Regions from separate parts of the Danio rerio genome. Here region 2 is linked to region 1. A link is a contact called in public HiCAR-type data. All regions are on one chromosome and are shown on one strand. Each heading gives the region's core, a stretch centred on a gene start, on an enhancer-like site or on the middle of the called end of the contact. The rest is flanking DNA. Distances are from core to core; before and after follow the strand shown.

Region 1 (3,843 bases), core at 915-3,414:
AATATTTAAAGTAGGGCTGCAAACTATAACGTTTGAGCATAGATATCACAATGTGAGTCCGCAATAATCACATCACAAGATATGCAATGTTAAGTTGGGATTATAGATCACTAGAAACCACAGGTCAAAACACATGAAATTTGTGGAGATACTCGATAATTGAACCATAATGAGGTGAAAGTTTATCATATGCATGCATTTTTAAGGCCTATCACTATGTGAGCATTTTAAGAGAGTTTAAGAAATTTTATTAGTGCATCAAGACTTATTTTTTTATTTTTTATTATTTTTTAATTACTTGTATGATGAAGACTATGATGTGTAATTTTACATTTGATTATTCAATTTATGTATCTGAATACTGCTAGACACTCTTCAGAAAGCTATAAAACAGTTTATTTCACTTTAATATTTGCTTCACTGTGTTTATTTATGACTGTAGATGTTTGTATTTCACTCCATTACAAAATCATCCAAATCAATCTAAAGTAATTACTTTGCAAATAGAGCTATTCAAGTCATCTGATGAAATTGTACTAACTTCGCAATATATACACTACTGGTCAAAAGTTTGGGGTCAGTTTTTTTTATTATTATTAATTTAATTTAATAATTTAAATAAAATTATTTTGTTCATCAAGGTGGCATTTATTATATATAACACAAATGTTAAATACTTAAATATTTATTTATTACTTATTGTATGTAGTTTTAAACTAAATTATTAGTCCAGTCATTACTGCTTTTATTACTATTACAATAATAATAATAATAATTAATATTAAATTGGGGCGACGTGGTGGTGCAGCAAGTAGTGCAGTCGCCTAACAGCAAGAAGGTCGCTGGTTCGAGTCTCGAACCAGCGACAGTTGGTGTTTCTGTGTAGAGTTTGCATGTTCTCCCCGTGTTTGCATAGGTTTCCTCCTGGTGCTCCAGTTTCCCCCACAGTCCAAAGACATGCAGTTAAGGTGAATTGGGTAAGCTAAAATTGTCCGTAGTGTATATGTGTGAATGAGAGTGTATGAGTGTTTCCCAGTGATGGGTTGTGGCTGGAAGGCCATCTGCTGCGTAAAACATGCTGATTATGTTGGAGGTTCATTCCGCTGTGGTGCAACTAGATTAATAAAGGTACTAAGCCGGAAAAAGAAAATGAATGAATAAATGCATGTGGTTTCAAATGAAATTATTACTCCAGTCATTATTGCTTTTAATCACTATTACCATTAATACTACTACTACTACTACTACGATTAATATTAATGATAATAATAATATAATAATATTAGAGTGATTTCTGAAGTATAATGTGACTCTGAAGACTGGGGTAATGAAGATAAAAAAAATCATCATAAAAATCACTGAAATACATTAATAAATTACATTACAAACTACTTTTGAACAGTTATTTTATAGTGCAATAACATTCACAATTTTACAATTTGTACTGTATTTTTGATTAAATAAATGCAGCTTATATTAAAACATTTAAAAATTATACTCACCCCAAACTTTTGTCCGGCAGTGTATATATCGCAGAGACAAAAATACCGCAATTTACTTTTTTTTTCCAATATTGTGCAGCCCTAAATCGGAGATTTTTTTTTCAAAAGTTTCCAATTCATACCCTGGTAAACAATATACGGAGCGTGTCGGTTGTCACTCAACGAATGTGCGAATATAAAATCATATTTTTACCTCAATACACATTTTCCGTTGGAAACAACAACAACAACAACAAATAAAAATCAGAATCACAAATGTAGCATTATTACATTTTGTAGGTATTGTTGCTTTAACCTGTCAACTATACATTAACATTACCTTTTCTATTTTACCTCATTGTCTGTTGCTTATTCAATAATCTCAGCATTTAAGCAACGACACAGATATTTTATTTACGAATCTACTCTAATAGTCATGCACATAAAAGCAGACGTCATAAACATACATCATATTTTGACCAATTAGTTTGTTTAGCACACGCTAAACAGAAACACAAGCGCGTATACATAATACGCATATAAGCACTGACCGACATCGTAGTACCTATATAAATAGCATGTCAGTAAATAAAGTACATTACCTGGGCTGATCTTGAAAAACTAGACATTTTCTTTTAGCATTTGAAAAATTTGACCTCAATGTGGCTATAATGGTCCAGCAACAATTTACTTCCCCGAACCAAAAGAGTAAAAAATGGTTCCTCTTTAAAAGTTTTAAAGTCTGATTTTTGAAATGTATGAATACATTTATGCATTTTGTACAACAACAAACATATAGCTGTAGAATGAATAATTTAATTCACGTCCATCGTTAGGTATTGTTATTTATTAGCTTATCTTGGTCGGTTCCTACCGACTGTATATTTTGGTTGCGCGCACGCCATCACGCGTCATATTTGAACGTCCGTATTGGTCGTATACGCGGGTTAGTTTGTTTTGTACAGCAGTCTGTGTTGTTTTAAAAACTCAATATTATCTTACATGAATTTAGCAGCAGAGCGCTATGGATAGATACGTGTTAGCTGTGATAATCAACCTAGAGGCGAAGAAAGACAGCTCCTTCAACGGTAAGATACGCTATTGTTATTTTTGTCAGAATTGCTTGAATAACGTTTTGCTTCACTCGCTGTTGCTGTTTTGACATGTATTGGGTTTATTTTTATAGGGGTTGATGAAACCAAAAAAGTATTTGATAACCTCAAAAAGATTTCTGGCTCGAATTTAACACGCATTCCTCCGTTTCCAGGTAACTTTGGCGATTAATTTTTTACTCAGTGCTCACTAACTTAACCTATATGGGACATTCTACCAAGAACATACATTCTCTGTGCCTGAAACAAAAATATGAATACAGTAAATAAAAAGTATTTCATCTCAAAAATGTCTAAAATGCACTGTTTAAAATGTCTAAAATGCACATTTCTGTGAAATGTTAAAGGAATATGACATTCATTTGATTGTCAGATTTTTGTTCTCTTTATAAATGTACAAACCCTGTCATTGGTCTCAGCCTAACTGAACCTACAGATTTAATAGTTTTGTTATGCTAAAAACTGTTATTTAGGGAAAGAAAAACTTCAAAAACAACAAGTTTAGGTTGTTATAATTCACATAAACTGATTAAAAGCATGGAATTGTAAATACATTCTGCAAATAAATACTACAAAAATATAATACAAATAAATTTACAACTGTCCCCATGTTTCTGTCAGTTCTGTTACATTTGCATTAAAGTTAGCAACATGTGTGCAATACACCTTTAAGGCTATGACTAGGGCCAGATGGAATTTGGGGACATTTTTTTTTTGCTATTTTTACACAGAATGTTGGTAAAAACCTGTGGATTTATGAGGAATGATTTTAGAAGTATCGCAAAAAAAAAAAAAAAAAAAAAAACTAATATATGAAATAAAAAATAATACCTCTTTAACTTGTATTTAATATTTACAATGCAAATCCAATTAGATCCATTTTATTTGGTAAACAAAGCAATATTATATACTCTAAAAGACTGTATTGTAAATAAATCATATAAATATTTTAATTTTAGTCAATAATATTACTGAAATTAATTTAAAACTGAATAGATATACATTTACACACATGTACGCAAGTAAATAACAGAATCAATGATCGGCTAGAAATCTGCATAATTCTGCACACGTAGATTCTGTGTGGGCCCAGCTATGACTCAGAAGTGACATCATTTGATGGAGAAGTTGACACTGATCAAAGATGCAATCTATCATTGAATTCTATGATTTTATACTTATTTTTGTATGATTTTTTTTATTCTTTTTTGAGAACAAGCTTAAATCAGACCCTTTGACATAAAAGTTAA
Region 2 (3,843 bases), core at 967-3,466, 150 kb after region 1:
AATTTTCACATTTTGAAATAAACATTGAAAATGTATTCGATAAGTACTTATAACAACTTAATTTTTTATTTCTCCATTGTTTTTAATATTTATCCACAACACTTCACAGAGAGTAGTTCTTTGCCTATTTAAAGCGCTTTGCTTTCAGTTGTAGTATTTTTTAGTATACTCTGTTCTAAATATTTGGGTGTAGATACAGCTGGTTAATTACAATCTCGATAATAAATATTGTAATATTTTGTAGAGCACAATGCTCAAAGTTTTTTATCAAAATTATAGGGTTAGTTCACCCAAAATTGAAAACTCACTGTTTACTCACCCTCAAGTGATTCCAAATTTGTATGCGTGTCTTTCTGATTTTGAACACAAAATAAGATATTACGAAGAAAGTCAATGATTACAGGTTTTCGATATTTTTCTAAATATCTTCCTTTGTGTTCAACAGATGTAATAAACTGAAAGGTTTAAAGCATGTTAGAGATGAGTAAATAATGACAGAATTTTCATTTTTTGGGTAAATTATGCCTATAATATTATAATTATTTAAAATAACAACAAATTTAGATCTTTTCCACACAGTCTAAATTAATACATATTCTGTCTCGACTGTGTGGGTATTCCAAGCCTAACTGCCATTGCAAGTCTTCTTCATCTAAGCATATTTCTAAATCCTCAGTTGTATTATGGAAATCTTCAACATGACTGAGCGGAATGAAAGTTATGGATGTCCCTCTGAAATCTGTGGTGTGCTTTTATGATTCAGTCAGAGGGAATTTCAGAGCTTTGTCACTCTCAAGGGTGCTTTCATCCTTAATGTACAACACCGGAGGGCAGAGCAAAAACCTCCATCACTCTGACAATGACCTTCCACAGGTGTGAGAAAAGGACTTGTTTTTGGATTAATTATCAACCTGCTTTAATAAATAAATATATAAATAAATAAACAACTTAAACCAGCTCAGGTTGCTGTATTTATTTGGTTTAGGGTGGGGTTTTGTTTATTTAGCCAAGCAATTTGCTGCGTAAAAAACCCATCATATTTGGTGACCCAAAGGAAATTAACAAGTTGCATAGTTGTAGTACTTCAGTAACCCTTTATAAAACATTTAGTGTTATATTTATGAGACATACTGCATTTCCCATATCTAACAACTTTGTGACTGAATTCTGTGAACATGCCATAACCCTTACTGACACTGTAGCTTGTAACATTGGCCAATTTGCATTTAAACATTAGCGTATGTGAATAAACATTACTTATTGTGATGTGTATTTGTATTTTTTTTTTTACATTTCAAACAAATGTTATCTTTGAATAAATGGGTTTAGTAATTTCTGATTGACTTTGAACTTTTGAGGTTTTTGTTTGTTTGTTTTTAAAGTTCTATTCTTATTATTCAATTGGTCAAGTCTTATGTTATGTGTTCTTTCAAATCTAAACCATAATAAAATACAACTCCTCATAGAGGAAAACTATAAAATGTTATGTGTATATAAAGTTATAACACACGAATGCATATATTTTTATGTATGCATTATGATACAGCATCCACCCTGCCGTGTCACTTCAACAGGTTCATCCACACACCTGATAATAACCCATATAGCCTCATCAAAACTCAGCCTGTCTGGCAGGTTTTCTGGCGTTTTCCTCGTCCTTACCTTCCAGCATAACTTCTTTGCCCGCTTTCTTCAGCACCTGCACCGCCTCGTCGTGCGTGGCGTCCCGCAGATTGATCCCGTTCACGGACAGTATCGCGTCGCCCACGTACAGCGCTTGAGTCTGATCCGCGGCCAGACCCTTGAATATCTTACTAATGAGAATAGGCATCTTATTCTCCTTCCCGCCTTTGATGCTGATCCCTAATCCACCGACCTCCTGCTTGATCACTTTGACGCATCTCTTGCGGTTCGCAATCGCTTCGGGCACTTGTGAATCCGAAAAAGGAGTTCTCGCTCCGGTTTTGGGACTGTTGGTGGGGTCCGGTTGGTCGTAGGAGCCGTTGGTGGTGATGCCGTTCAGGCTGACGCTGGTGTCCGCCGCGGGATCCTCGCAGCTGAGCGTCAGAGACTCGTCCCCTAAACTCGCCAGCACCGCGTGCCATTGCTCCCGCACCAGCACCTCCAAACATGCACTTTTCTGCACTCTGTTACCGCAAACCGCCATCTTTGAAGCATTCTTAAAATGCCATGTGATTTCATACACTCGTACAGGACTTTACCCCCGAACAGGGAAAAAGTTGTGATTCAGGTTGAATAGTTTCAGCCCCTCTACAGGCTCCACATGCATATCCTTTTTGGGTGGAGCAAATGTCTGAGATGTCCTGTGTGGCCATGCTCAACTGCCTCTCGCTGTCAGGAAATGTTTCGTTTCAAGTCTCCGTGTGGGATGTATCTTTTAAATACATCGATGTATTTGATAGATACATTACATTCCACACGGAGATTACATAAAGTAATGTTCATTTATGTCTTTGCAAAAAATAATGGCAGACGGCTTCAGATTGCATTTAGCTGTCACTTGGTATTCAATTTGCGTGTTTACAAACTCTATTATGACTTTCAAGGCTAATGTACGTTAATGTTAGAAAAGTTATGTTCCTGAAAATCCTGCCGTTAAACTTGCCTCAGCTGAACGTTCACGAGCGTTTGTTTACCTCGTGGAAACACGCCACTCATGTGGTTGGGAGACGCCAAATATAATAAAATACAGCTATATTTATAAAGAGCATGTTTTCAAAAAAACACACAGTAACCACCTATAATTAGCGCCTTGTTTTAAGTACTGAACATGGATTTCCGCTGTTGTAATTCCATCACTGTGCCGGTTTGGGAAATAATCTGTTTTGCACCTTTTAACACATTAATTGATGGTTCTCTTTAAATGTACATAACTGGGGGAACAATTATGTCGATTATTCTCAAGCAAGATGATAAAAACATTTATGTGTTTTGCTTGTTTTTTCTCACGAAAAAAAACTGCGGTGTTCCTATTATCTAGACGGTCTACAATTTAGTGGCGTAAACGATTTTAGCGCCATCTGGTGTTTAATATTGGTTTGTGCATTTTTGAAATAACTTCAGTACACTGGACTTGAAGCTGTTTGAACTCTGTTAATTAATTTTCTTTTTGTCTTTCACTAGGGCCTATTTCGCCAACACAGTGGCGCAGTAGGTAGTGCTGTCGCCTCACAGCAAAAAGGTCACTGGTTCGAGTCTCTGCTGGGTCAGTTGGCGTTTCTGTGGGGAGTTTGCATGTTCCGACTGCGTTCGCGTGCACGGGTTTCCTCCGGGTGCTCCGATTTTCCCCACAGTCCAATGACATGCGGTGCAGGTGAATGGGGTAGGCTAAATTGTCCATAGTGTATGAGTGTGAATGAGTGTGTGTGGTTGTTTTCCAGGGATGGGATGCGGCTGGAAGGGCATCCGCTGCGTAAAAACGTGCTGGACAATTTGGCGGTTCGTTCTGCTGTGGTGACCCCGGATTAATAAAGGGACTAAGCCGACAAGTAAATGAATGAATGAAGGGCCTATTTTTGTTTTATTGATTTTTTTATCATTCAAAGCCTTTAAACTTAGAATAAATAATAATGTTTGGACTTATTTTATTGATGCTTCTTTTTACTTTGCCAATTTTTTTTTTTATTGCATGTGCTATAACATGTTTCCCACGTCTTCTGCAGAGCACTTTATAAAGAGATTTGAGACTTCAATTAAAGAAGTCTTGCTACTGTAAAATGTAGAAACAAGATATAACTAAGATAAAAAAAAATAGTAACATCTGACAATATGTGCATATTTGAATAAAGCAATCACCTCTGTGCTTGGCTGATGATCAAAGCA

What was found. HiCAR-type assays count read pairs that join an accessible place to other places.
Region 2: a HiCAR-type map of caudal fin shows a contact between it and region 1, with 6 times the contacts expected there. The contact joins the promoter of sntb1 here to the promoter of mrpl13 in region 1.

Annotation. Positions count from the first base shown.
Region 1 is chr16:15,440,303-15,444,145 of GRCz12tu, forward strand. mrpl13 (mitochondrial ribosomal protein L13) reads right to left here and starts at 2,165. Exons shown (of 7, transcript NM_001020534.1): 1 at 2,084-2,165. The coding sequence starts at 2,110. It overlaps mtbp (MDM2 binding protein), which reads left to right and starts at 2,392. Exons shown (of 22, transcript XM_003200157.7): 1 at 2,392-2,569; 2 at 2,668-2,748. The coding sequence starts at 2,506.
Region 2 is chr16:15,593,829-15,597,671 of GRCz12tu, forward strand. sntb1 (syntrophin, basic 1) reads right to left here and starts at 2,217. Exons shown (of 7, transcript NM_001002175.1): 1 at 1,663-2,217. The coding sequence starts at 2,167. The region is part of intron 2 of LOC141378192 (a long non-coding RNA gene); the gene reads left to right.